Linked DNA regions of Mus musculus: regions 1 and 2 are each linked to region 3. A link is a contact called in public promoter capture Hi-C data. All regions are on one chromosome and are shown on one strand. The core of a region is the stretch at or near the end of the contact, and the rest is flanking DNA. Distances in the headings are between cores, read along the strand shown. Region 1 holds the start of Ppp1r12b (protein phosphatase 1, regulatory subunit 12B). Region 2 holds the start of Syt2 (synaptotagmin II). Region 3 holds the start of Etnk2 (ethanolamine kinase 2).

Region 1 (4,331 bases), core at 368-2,867, 1.6 Mb before region 3:
GCAAAACTGAGTGGCTGTTGTTTACCAGGGCCGTGCTATTAAACCAGGGCAGGAGGGCTGCAAGAAGCTCACGGCTACATCATCTCTCCTAGTTTCTCTATGTGTTTGTATTTGAGGCAGTCTCCTTCTGCTGCTTTGGCTGGTCTCTCTCTCTCTCTCTCTCTCTCTCTCTCTCTCTCAAGATTTATTTTACTATATGTAAGTACACTGTAGCTGTCTTCAGACACACCAGAAGAGGGCATCAGATCTCATTACAGATGGTTGTGAGCTATCTGGTTCAAAGTCATCCTTTGCTGCATAGGCAGTTCCTGGCTGGCCTGGATGACGTGACACTTAGTCTCAATAAAACAAAAGCTTTTTAACAAGTAATGAGATTTTCTTGGTAATTTGTCGACATGTCAACCCATGTAGTTGCTGGGATTTGAAATCAGGACCTTCAGAGGAGCAGTCATTGCTCTTAACTGCTGAGCCATCTTGCCAGCCTGGTCTCAGACTCTTGATCCTCCAAGATAACAGGTGCGTGTCACCATGCCTGGTTCCTACGTTATCTTGGTATCAATATCTCTCTTATCAATTTGGCAGAGTTCTATTTGAGAACTTGGGTAATTTTAATTATTAATAAGAAGAGGTTCCATGTTGACAAATTACCAAGAAAATCTCATTACTTGTTAAAGAGCTTTTGTTTTATTGAGACTAAGTGTCACGTCGTCCAGGCCACCGGGAACTGCCTATGCAGCAAAGGATGACGTTGAATGTCTTGCCTTTTGTGGTTTGTTTTTCACAGGGGAATAGATTTGACAGGTTTCACTCTGTAGCCCAGGCTAACCTTGAACTCACAGTGTAGTCCAGGTTGCTCTAAAACTCCTGGCAACCTGGGTGCAGGGGTTACAGGTGTGAGTTGCCTGGCATTACTTATTTCTTCAACATTTGATTCCTAGTTTATTCCAATAGAAAATGAGCAACGGGCAAGTGTTCATTTGTTAGGAAATAATAAAAGTTCTTTTTTCTGATGACCTAATCGTGTTCACATTTTGTGTGTGTGTGTGTGTGAAATTTGTGAAATGAAAAATTTCAACAGTCAGGAATCTTTTTGGACCTGGAGTGAATGTCATATTGAAAATAATTTATGTAAAACTATAATACTGTATGTGTATGCATACTTTTCTCCATGCACGTTCATAACTAATACATGTTAATAAAACTAGATGTAAAAAAAAACAGGACATGAAATATCATCCTTCTGTTACTTCATGTTTAGTCTTCTTTTCTAGAAAATAAGGGTAATTACTGCTGCTTTTTCCACTCTTGAAGTGTTAAGTGACTATTAGGGAGGGAGTTCAGCTTAGTGATCGCAGCAATAAAAAAAACTACGATTCCCAAAATGCTTAGAGAAAGAGGATGCCACCGGTCTGGGAGACAGTTGCAGCTTCTTCCAGGCATAGGTGCTAGATTCCCCCTCGGAGGAGGGTGCAGCTTGTCCTTGACTGGTTTGTAATGCATCCAGGGATGTGTAGTTCCCGTAGGGCTCCAGTGCGCCCTCAGGGCAGGTCTCCTACTACAAGTCCCGTACTGACGCGGGGTTGGGCAGCGCGTGCGTGCTGAAGCTAAGGGAGCATGTGGGCGGTGCTACTAGCGGGAGGAGTAAAGATGGCGGCGCGGGGGCCTCCGCCTTCATTCCCTGGCTGAAGCCCTCCGAGGGAGGCGGCAGTGGCCACACAGGGCTACCAACAGTCTTGTGGTGGTACTTTTGGCAGCAGCTGCGGAAGCTCGAGCAATGGCGGAGCTGGAGCACCTGGGAGGGAAGCGAGCAGAGTCGGCGCGAGCGCGGCGGGCTGAGCAGCTGCGGCGCTGGCGAGGCTCGCTGACAGAGCAGGAGCCCGCGGAGCGACAGGGCGCGGGGCGCCAGCTGCAGACCAGACGCGGGAGCCCCAGGGTCCGCTTCGAAGACGGTGCGGTCTTTCTAGCTGCCTGCTCCAGCGGGGACACGGACGAGGTGAAAAAGCTTCTGGCAAGAGGTGCGGACATCAACACGGTCAACGTGGACGGCTTGACAGCCCTGCACCAGGTAGGACTTCTCTTTCTGTTGTGTGGGGTCTTTGACCTGCAAGCTTGTGACCCCGGTGAGTTGCCTCACCAAGAGTATATATAGTGTCACCGCAAAGCCCTCTTGCAAAGACCATGCCACTTCAGTCAACTCACATTCTTGGCCACCCTCTTCCACTCATAACCAGGGTGTGGGTCTTTACTTGAAGGACTGGTGTCACCCGGGTGACTGGTCAGTGTTTGTATTTCCCTCCACCTACTTGGGTTGTCATGGTGACTGATGATTTGGTCCTTGGTGTTATCTTTATAGATTAGTCATCTTTACTTCTCTCCTGTGCCTGTACCTCATGCCACTCACACTGTCATTAGCCTGCTCCCCTTTCAGAAAATTCAACTTTCTATTTGCGTGGCCTAGTTATTAAAATGTCTTAGGGTCAATTAAAGGGAAACCCCACTAGTGGATGGAGACAGGCAGCTTTTTTGAAACGCCACTTGTTTTGCTGATGTGTGATTTGTGTCTTCTCCAGGCCACCCTTAGAACACCCTTGACCTCATTGTTATGGGTGTCTCATTTTCTCTACAGCAGCACTACTTCAGTCAGGGACAGAATTATTTCTGTCTAGGACTTATGGAGTAGGCTTTCAACTTTATTTCTGAATCTGTCTGTAGAAATGGTAACCTTCGAAAAAAGAAATGACTATATATACGAGTTACAGGTAATCTGAGAGTTCTTGTGCTTAATAATAACGCCTTGATTTCTCTCACTTATGCAACAATATTCTCTGTATACTGACTGTCATAACTCCACCCTCTCTCCCCATTTGAACTTCGCCAGTTATTTTGGTGAGCTGAGACCTGGGCACCCACTCTTTTCTCTTCTCGTCTCTTCTCTTTCTTTCCTTCTCTCTTTTCTTTCTCTCTTTTCTTTCTTTCTTTTTTCCTTCCTTTTTCCTCTTCCTCTTCCTTCACCTCTCTTTTATTTTTATTTTATTTTATTTTATTTTATTTTTAAAAAACAACCACACAGATGCTCATGTAGTTCAGGTTGACTTAGAACTCTCCATGTAGCTGATCCATCTGCCTCTATGTCCCCAGTGCTGGGACTGCAAAGTCTGGGCAGTGCTGAGGATCAAGCCAGGCAAGAACTCTACCGACAGAGCTACATCCACAGCTCACAGCTCTCTTTCTTAGTTTTCCTTTGCTGTATGTGCAACCTGAATGAGTGCACATAAGATTCAACTTTTTGTCGGGTGGTGATGACCATGCCTTTAATCCCAGAACATCGGAGACAGAAGCAATCAGATCTCTGAGATTGAGGCCAGCCTGGTCTATAGAGTGAGTTCCAGGATGGACAGGGGAGAAACCTTTTTTGAGAAACCTTGTCTCAAAAAACCAACCAATCAAACAATAACACTCCCCCCAACCCTCAAAAACAAAACCACTTTTAAATAATAATTCAAGTTTACATTAAGCCCCTTCCTTAAATATACTTAGTTAATAGCTTAATATTGTTCTGATTGCTCTCTTCATATGGAAGAAAATTCTCCTCTCAGCCTGTTTTATTCAGGATCCCACCTAAAGTTTTATACATAGCAACCAGTTTTTATATAGTACTTTGCTGTTTAAGAATGATTTCCTGTGTCTTCTCTCATGTAATTTTGGTAGTGTTCCTCTGCAGTGGCTGTAGTTGGTAATAATGTGACTCCCATATACAGAGGGGGAAGGCGAAACTTCAGAAACTTTATATGTGTGAGATCCTAGGAAGGAGGAGAGTTACCTGTGGTATTGATTTTTCAGATTTCAAGCACAAAGCCCCTTAGCCCACCGAGTAAAGAACTGGGTATAGAATGTGGTAAGAGAACGACAGTCAACTTTAAATACGATTTAAACTAAATATTTGAACTCTTGGAAGGGTGACTTCTCCATACATGTGAGGAGCAGAGCTCAGCTGGGTGTCTTCATTCATTCTCCATCTTAATATTAAGTATTATTGTTATTTTTTAGTATAATATAGTATAACTTAGCAACAGCGTTTCTTTTACTATTTTTATTTTGATTAGTGTGTGTTTGTGTACATATGTGTATATGTGTATGCCATCATGTTTGTGTGGAGTTGAAAAGGACAACTTAGGGGGGCCACTTTTCTCCTTCCATCGCGGGTTCTGGAGATGGATCTAACTTAGTTGGCAGGCAGGCAGCAGGCAGCAGGCAGGCAGGCAGGCAGGCAGGCAGCAAGCGGGTGGGCAGGCGGGCAGGCGGGCAGGCGGGCAGGCAGGCAGGCGGGCAGG
Region 2 (4,151 bases), core at 1,533-4,032, 1.3 Mb before region 3:
TAGTCAGAGAGGATGTTATCTAAGCTCACACAGCAAGTCTGGGTAAACCCTGGCCCTGTGTCCTCCTCCCCATCACAACGCACACATGGTCTGGCCCAGACCCGGATGCTGGGAGCCTCTGAAGCTCAGATGGTCTCTCTGCTCTGCTCCTGGGCATAGAGACTCCAGAGATAGCCAGCCTCATCCCTCCTTAATCAGTTGGCTCCGTGATTCGGGGAGTGAGGTAAAAGGCCATTTGTCATAACCACAGAACGGACCAGAAGTGACAACAGATGAGGAAGGCAGAACTGAGGAAAAGTGGGTATATGACAGTCTGAGAAAGCCATCATTGTCTCCTCCTCATGAAGTTCCTAATGCACAGTGCCTGGTGGCCAGAGGGACAGGGACAGAGACAGTGGCTACTCCCACACCTGGCTGAAGCTTTGAGCTCCTTGGAGTTAATCATACTGTGAGCAGCCCCCTCCCCATCCCCACCCCTCTGGCCACTGCTTCCAGTCACCCCACTGCCAATTTGCCAAGGGCTTCGAGTGATACTATGAATAATGGCCAAGGTTCTTCTGGCTCTTGTGGAATCCACGCTGTATTAAACACTTCACACATTTCTTCTTTAATCTCCATAGGAACACTAGAAGGCTGCCGCCTTTATCACTGTGTTTTGACAATGAAGTCACTGAAGCTCAAAGATATAAAAGCACTCACTCAAGGTCACTGAATGGCAGAATGGGGGCTCCCAGGTCTCATTCCAGGGCTGTGTAGAGCCTGGGAAAGGGCCCTGTTTCTCACACCATGTCTCAAGGCATCTCTGGGGATAGACGCAAGGAGGGGCCGTGCACTGGGAGTTCCAGAGGCCACCTGCTCCCATAGAGCGCCCTCTTGGTACTCAGCAAGCACCAATCCTGACCTCTGGCCATACGACTTCAGAGATGAATGGGTTCCGGGGCATCCTCCAGCTGGACTTTCCTCATATACAGATGAGGAAGGCAAGGAAGGGTATTTCCCAAGGTCACATAAGATCGTGCAAATGGGAATTGAAGCCTGGGACTCAGCCTAACTTTCTCCTCTTTTCCCAGGAGTCTTCCTAAAGTACCCGAGACCCAGCGCCAGGCTAGGGACTTATCTCAGCTGAAGTCCCAACAGGTTCTCCCCAAGAACACCTCGGTCTTCCATGCAGGCAGTCCAGGCTGTGCAATGGGCTGGTATAGCTCCCACTAGAGAGCTTTCTACCAAGGAAGGATTCTTGAGGTAGCGGACAGCAGAGAAGACAGCATGACCTTGGGAGGCCTCTGAGTCTCCTGTCTATCCCAGGGACCCTCTTCCCCAGTGAAAATTATGTCCTGTGCAGAGGGTGGGCAGTTCTGGGCTAACAGTGGCCTGTCAGGCCTGGAGACTCTGTAAGGAACAGTGATGGAGGTAATAGACTGTAGGCCTCAGTCCACTTGGAAGGCTAAATAAGGAACTACATACTCAGGGGCTAGCCTTCTGTACCGTTTCCCCTTCAGTTGGGACAGGAGGTATCAGGATGGGAAAGACTCAGATCCTCGATGTGCCAAACCCCCATTTCCACGTCTGGAGACTAAGGCCTAGGAGAGTAAATGAGTTACTCAAGGTCAGCCAAAGGGGCAGAATGCCTTCTGATGCCCCCTGAGGTTCCAGGTTCTGAGTCTCACACTGTTGCCCTTCCAAGTGTGCACAGGGCTCTCTGCAGAGGCCAAGAATCAAAGGCAGTGAATTCCCAGGCACGGAACGCTTGGCAGACTTAGTCACGGACTCGGTTCACCGGACTGGACGGCCTTCCTCCTCCTCTTCCCCATCTCCCCACCATCACTCCTGTGTGGTGCACCACTCCCCTACATCAGACTGAGACTCCCAGAGGTACACCATTGGTCCAAGGTCACACAGCAAACCAGCAGAGCGCCACTGCCCACTCTCCCATCCGTGGCCGCTTGCCAGGATCCTTGAAAACCCCCATCCCTCCAATGCACAAAGCCACGGCACTGGTTGGAGAATGAAAAAGTTCTCGGGAGAGAACGGGGCACAAAACATGTCCGCAGATTCTGGTCTGGATAGACCAGGCCGAGGAGTGCCAGCACCCCCACTGCGCGCCACTCTGCGCCAGGGGGCTCCAAAGCTCCGAGCACATGGGATCCACCAACTCATTCTCACTGCAGCGGGGGCACGCAGGGTCCCCCACTCTCTCTCTCTCTCTCTCTCTCTCTCTCTCTCTCTCTCTCTCTCTCTCTCTCTGCACATGCTTCTCACCACACACCCACTGCATCCACCCTCCAGGGCACCTCTTCCTGGGATGAGCTGTGAGTGCCCTCGCTCCCTAGCTAGCTCCCTGTCCCAGTACAGAGCGCTATCCTGTGCTCAGCACTAGAACAGGTCTAGGTGGAGGGGTTCCTGGGATATTCAGGACATCTCCCCCGGGACAAAGAAGTGGATTTCGGGAGCCCGATCTCACCAAGGGCTGATCCTGCACTTAGTTTATGCCTCAGCAAGTGCTGAACCCTGAAAGTCATGGTCTCATTTGGTGATCCAGCCTCCCAGGGGTCCAACACCAGGCCCTGGAAAGCTGCTGGTGTCCTGGGTGTGGCCTCACTTGGGACTGCGGGACATGGGATGCCCTCGCAGGGCTCCCTGCCTGGGCTCCCTCTTACCCGGGGACGGTCCGGGAGCCGATTCGGCGTGGGCTGGTGCAGAAGGCAGCGGGAGTCTGCCGCCCCGAAGTCCAGGTCCCCTCTTCCCACTCCCGCGCCGGCCAGCGCTGCGGCTCTCCTCCCGCTCCCTCGCTCGCGCGCTCTGCAGTAGTAACAACCTGATCCGCTTCCCCCGCCCGCCAATTGAGATGCGCCTCACATCCGCCTGCACACGCGCGTGCGGCCCCTCGGAGGCGATCCCCGATCCAGATCCTGGATCTCGGGGAGCAGGGACCTGTCCTGGTAGCCCACACCCTGTTCTTGAGTCAGGACAGTCCGCGGAGGGTGGCTGAGAAGGGGCCGCCCCGGGAAGATGCTGCTTGGAGTCACCGGGCAGAGGGGTTTAGCCGCATGCGGTCATTTCAGAAGTTGCAGGCTGGGCGGCTCAGACCCCGGAACCGCATGGGGCTCCCCCCTGCCTCTGCGGAGAATCCCCACCACGCGCGCAGTGCCCTCCTACAACACTCCCCACCTGCCCCGCTTCTGCAAGCTTTTCCGGGAGCTTCTCGGCGCTCAAGAGTGGCTGGGGGAGGGGAATGAGAGAGGGGGACCTCCGCCTGACTGAACCGCAGGGGAGAGGAGAGAGGGGTGACGCGCTTCAGGGATACAGATTAAAGGCTTTCCTGAGTCAAGAGAAAAAAAGGGAGGGGGAACAAAAGGGGGACACCGAAGGGAGGAAAGGAGGGGAAGTGGTCCGGGGGCCACTGCACCAGGTCTCTGGAGGGTGGAGTCAGGACAGGGTGTGGGGTCTTTCCATAGGTAGCTATGGGAGGGGCGACGACACACGGAAGCTACCCGTAAAAGGGTTGTATCTTGGAGCCCTTCCTGCTTGCCCCAAATCTTGCTTTCTTCTTCTTGGGCAAGGGTTTCCACAAACCCTGAGTGGGGACACTGAGTAAGAGTGGCAGGGAGGCTTGAAACTATGGTGCCCCCTCATCCCCAGTGCCTTGGTCTGACCCTTGCGCCTCACCCTCGGTCCCCAACTCCCCTGCTGCTAAGACCTCAGCATCCCAGTCCCCAAGTGGAGTGTCCAGCTTACCCAGCCCAGCCCAGCCCACCTTTGCTCGTCTGGACTGGCTTGCTTGCTCCACCCTCTGCGGCAACACCTCTTTCTCTTTCCCTCCTGTTCTGTACACTCAAACAGGAATCAAGTTCAAGACCTGATGCAGGAAGTGATGAGGTGTGTGTGTGTGTGTGTGTGTGTGTGTGTGTGTGTGTGTGTTGTTGTTGTTGTTGTTGTTGTTGTTGTTGTTGTTGTTGTTGTTTTGTGTTTCCCATGGGCATACCTGGAAGAGACAGGAAATTACTAAACTACCATCAACCCCTTCTTCCTTCCCTCCCAGTCCTCACAGGCTGTAATGCTCCGGCAGGCAGCATGGCTGCTTTTTGTAGGGCTAGCGACTCAGTTTAGAATGGTGACTGCTTGCTGTAGGCCCGAGGCTACAGAAGAGCTGG
Region 3 (4,195 bases), core at 185-2,684:
GGGTGATAAGGAGGGAGGAACCCTGAACTAAAGGTTTATGGGCGCTATGGGGCAGAGCTGGATGGGACTTCAGGGGACCCACCCCTTCTAGGTGAGACGACAGGCCTAGTGGGGGTCCAGATTAGCATCTGGTATGCAGTGCTGGGTTTAATCTCAAATATGGCTTGATGCCTTCACTGTCTGTTCCTGACCAGGTCTTCTGAAAATGTTACCACATTCAGCCCAGATTCTCCTTAGAGCTGCCCCTTCCATACTCAGAAGGCCAATGACATGGGGCCCGAACCCTCCAAAGCAGGCTGTCAGGGGTGTAGGGCTGGGTAGGTTTTTAAGAGAATGCAGGACAGCGAGGGAGGGAGTAAGCTAGGGGCTCGCAGTGGGCAGTTCTGCCCACAGGTGTGTGTGTGGGACAAAGTATTCAGCTGAGGTGGGAAGAAAATGGAGTGGGGGTCAAAAGGGGCGTTGCTCAGAGCTAGCCTGAGGCCACGTGAAGAAGGTCTCAGGGCTTAGCTGGAATTCTGAATTGCACAGGGCTGGCTCCTGGGGCCACAAGGAATGCTCAGATCCCCGAGGCTTGGATCTCAAGTTAGGGCGAAGGAACAGCATGGGTGTAGGGGGAGGTTTCCTTAAAAGTTCGTGCTTCCTCGGGTTGTCAGAGTGGCTGGGTAGCACTTCTGAGCAACTAGGGGACAAGCACGCAGCGACAGGGGGTGGGGCTGCACGCGCAGCACGCTGACAGTGGGCAGGTGGACCTCCGGCGGCAGGAGCAGGCGAATGGGGAGGGTCCAGGGAAGCGTGAGCCCAGCTTTGCATAGGGATCAAAGAGAAATGGAGAGTTACACACATATTCAAACCACGGTCCAAAACATCTCCTGCGCAACAGCCGCAAAACCCTGGAACCCGCACTTGGAGGATGCACTGACGGGCGTCCACGCAGCCCCTCTGCAGCCCGGCAGCGCCCCATCCCCGGCCTCACGCCCTCTCGGCTACCTTGGTCCGAACTTGTTCGGGCTTCCAGTGCGGCCGCAGCTCCCGAATGAGGCGCAGGGCACCGGGGAGGATGTCGTCCTGTTCCACCGTGACGCTGAAGCATGGGACGGCGGCCCTCGGGGGCCCTGGAGGCTCCCAGCAGCCGGCGCTGGCCACCGCCTTCTCCTCCATGCTCCATGAGCACTGCGGGCAAGGCTCCTGCCTCCGCAGGTAAAAGGGCGAGCACGGCACTGGAGCTGAAGGGGGCACAGCCATTCCCAGCAGCCCCACCCCCTCGGAGCCGCCGCGCCCGCGTTAGCCCCTACGGGGGGGCCCTGAGAGAGAGTGGGAGTGGTCGAGGAGGGGCCAGGGGAAGTCCATGACTCATGAGCGAGCTGCCTGTTCCAATCTCCGGCGATGCAACCGAGCAACACAGCTGGCCGGGAATCGCCAAGGTCCGCCGCGACAGTGACATCATGGGTCGCAGTAACGCCCCTTGCCCGCCCCGCCCCCGCCTCCGGGCGAGTGCAGCCCGCCATCTCCCGTTGCTGGCTCCACCGCTACCTGGAGCTCTGGGTGGGGGATGCCCCGCCTTAATGACGCAAAGGGCGGAGCCTCCCCAGGCCCCGCCCCAGATCCCTGCTCCAGTATCCTAGTACTGGTTGACCAGTTTCCCACTGGAGCCCACAGCTAAAGAGCTCTTTTCCGGGTAGTCTAGGGTAAGGGGCTGGGGCTAAGGAGGGAAGAGCTTGTCTTTGTCCCAACCTCATCCTGGAACGTGGAGATCGGATGCTCCTATAGTGTGGGCTTCGGCTTGCCATTAAATCTCTTGGGAAAGGTTGGGCTGCGTTTCTAAGGCCTTCTAGGCATCATTCAGCACCACACACACACACACACACACACACACACACCTTCGATGGAGAACAGCATGGTGATGGTTCAGGGTGAGTGTCCCATAGGCAGACTGGACTCTGATAGAATGTTCCAGGGTACTTTTATGAGTGTACAAGCACATTGTAAGCCAGGACTTTGAGCAAGACTGAGTTTGGCTCACTAAATAATCCTTAAGCCTTCCTCCCTGTCCTGCAAGGCTGACTGGGCATAGATAGTGGTCGCACAGGTGCCCGGAGCTCAGTGTTTTGTTGAGCAAAGAGGTGATCAAAGGCCATAGTACAACCTAGGGATCTATGTGTATGTAGCATGACAAGGGGAAGGGATAAGTCCCCTGGCAGACTTACTGTACAGAGAAGACACATGGAAAGAGGCCAGGCCAGCCCTTGGAAAGCCCGTCCCTTAGTCATATATTCCCCTGGTCACTTCCAGAGTGAGACCAGTTAGCTGCCAGCTCTCTAGCATAGAGAGACCTGGGCTTGCCTTGGGACCTCATTTCTTATCACCTCATACTGCCCTACTTGAAAAATGCCTACAAAATAGATGTGTTTCTGTGTCCCCAAGGTTGTCCCTCCGACCTACTCAGGAACATCTCCACCACGAGGCCTTTTGGTTCTTGCTGCTTTGCACCCAGGTCTTCTGGTCCAGTTTCTGTGCTGGTGCCTCTTGCAGGGGCCACTAGCCTCACGTGGCTACTCAGCCCTTGAAATGTGGCCAGTGTGACATTTTGTGTAACTTTAATCTTTATACGCATACAAACAACAGCATGCAGCCACTGTACTGGACATTGTAGCAGATGGTAGGGAGGGACCACCTACTTGAGGTCATGATGTCCCAGGATGCCAGAACTGGAAAGGACATTGCCTCCAGCTCTTTCTTTTGCAATAGGCAAAGCAAACCTTGCGGCACAAGGGAACACAATCAGTGGGAGTCCAGACTCGCTTTCTCAGCTCTGTGCCAGCACCCTGAAAGCAGCTCCCGCTATACAAATATCACCTCAGAGAAGCCCTGGGTCCTTAACCTTAGGAGAGTGAAATCCTACAGATACCAAGCGCTTGGTTGGGACACTCAGTACCTTGCTTTTGGGGGAGGAGGGGTCAAAGAGGGATGAGGGAATACAGGTTGATGCCTGCTTTCTTATCCCCTAAGCTATACACTCTTCATGGGCAGTCTGAGGGGTGAGTGGAAAAAGAGTCCTCTACCAGCCCATTGTGGGTGGTGCCTCCCCTGGGCTGGTGGTCCTGGGTTCTGTAAGAAAGCAGGCTGAACAAAACCTGTGGAGCTTAGGCCTGGAGGTGGAAGACAGCCCGTGTGTGCACCTGACCCAAAGCAAGGTGTTTGGAGCTCTGTCCCTGTGCCAGCACTGCGCATGTGGGACTGAGGTGAGAGCCCCGCCCCCAGGGGCTGTGTCATTTGGGTTGGATTCTCTCGGATAGTTTTTCAGGTTCCTTCTCCGCTTGATTCTTCACCGAGTGATCTTGGGCAAATTAGCCTTTTTATGTGTTTTTCTATGTGTGTGAGGTAGGATTATTGGATGTCTGACATTCCATGTTCTTGCACAGTGACGACTTAGATTGCCTCTGTAGATGGTCACATGGGGCAGGGGCACGGAGTGTGCAGAGCATGCTGACAGAGGTTTTCCAGGGAATTCCATATAGGGTTGGGTTGTTCAGCAGCACGGGGCCTGGGATGAAACACCACGATCAAACACCTTGGGGAGGAAAGGGTCTATTTGACTTATACTTCCACACCACAGTTCATCATCAAAGGAAGTCAAGACAGGAACTCAAGCAGTAGGACAGGAACCTGTAGGCAGGAGCTAATGTAGAGGCCGTGGAGGGGTGCTGCTTACTGGCTTGCTCCTTGTGGCTTGTTCAGCCTGCTTTCTTACAGAACCTGGTCCGTCACCACGCACAATTGGCTTATCAATCATTAATTAGGGAAATGGTCTCTAGGCTTGACTGCAGCTCCATCTTCTGGAGGCATTTTCATACCTGAGGTGCCCTCCTCTCAGATGACTTTAGTTTGTGTCGCGTTGACATTAAACTAGTGAATATACTCACCTGCCATAGCCCTAAGGCTTTTCCCCCAGAGTGGTACGAAAAAAATTTATGTGAATCTGGTTGACAGTAGACAGAAGCTACCAACCTTACACACAGAAACATTTGTGTGTGGAGGCGGTGTCTATTTTGTCACATTCTTCCTCTAATCTATTTCTCACTGTCTCTCTGTCCATCTCTGTCTCTTTGTCTGAATGTCCATCTGTGTGTTTTTTGTCTCTCTCTCTCTCTCTCTCTCTCTCTCTCTCTCTCTCTCTGTGTGTGTGTGTGTGTGTGTG

The links. Promoter capture Hi-C pulls out the DNA fragments that hold promoters and counts their contacts. Capture Hi-C pulls out chosen DNA fragments and counts their contacts.
Region 1: a contact with region 3 is called in a promoter capture Hi-C map of second pharyngeal arch cranial neural crest. The contact joins the promoter of Ppp1r12b here to the promoter of Etnk2 in region 3. A contact is called at or near these places in 2 of 39 promoter capture datasets (pre-B cells and second pharyngeal arch cranial neural crest).
Region 2: a contact with region 3 is called in a promoter capture Hi-C map of liver, with 2.6 times the contacts expected there. The contact joins the promoter of Syt2 here to the promoter of Etnk2 in region 3. A contact is called at or near these places in 1 of 39 promoter capture datasets (cranial neural crest) and 1 of 9 other capture datasets (liver).

Annotation. Positions count from the first base shown.
Region 1 is chr1:134,953,226-134,957,556 of GRCm38.p6, reverse strand. Ppp1r12b (protein phosphatase 1, regulatory subunit 12B) reads left to right here and starts at 1,617. Exons shown (of 24, transcript NM_001368827.1): 1 at 1,617-2,065. The coding sequence starts at 1,775.
Region 2 is chr1:134,707,931-134,712,081 of GRCm38.p6, reverse strand. Syt2 (synaptotagmin II) reads right to left here and starts at 2,782. Exons shown (of 9, transcript NM_001355726.1): 1 at 2,658-2,782.
Region 3 is chr1:133,360,811-133,365,005 of GRCm38.p6, reverse strand. Etnk2 (ethanolamine kinase 2) reads right to left here and starts at 1,434. Exons shown (of 8, transcript NM_175443.5): 1 at 988-1,434. The coding sequence starts at 1,242.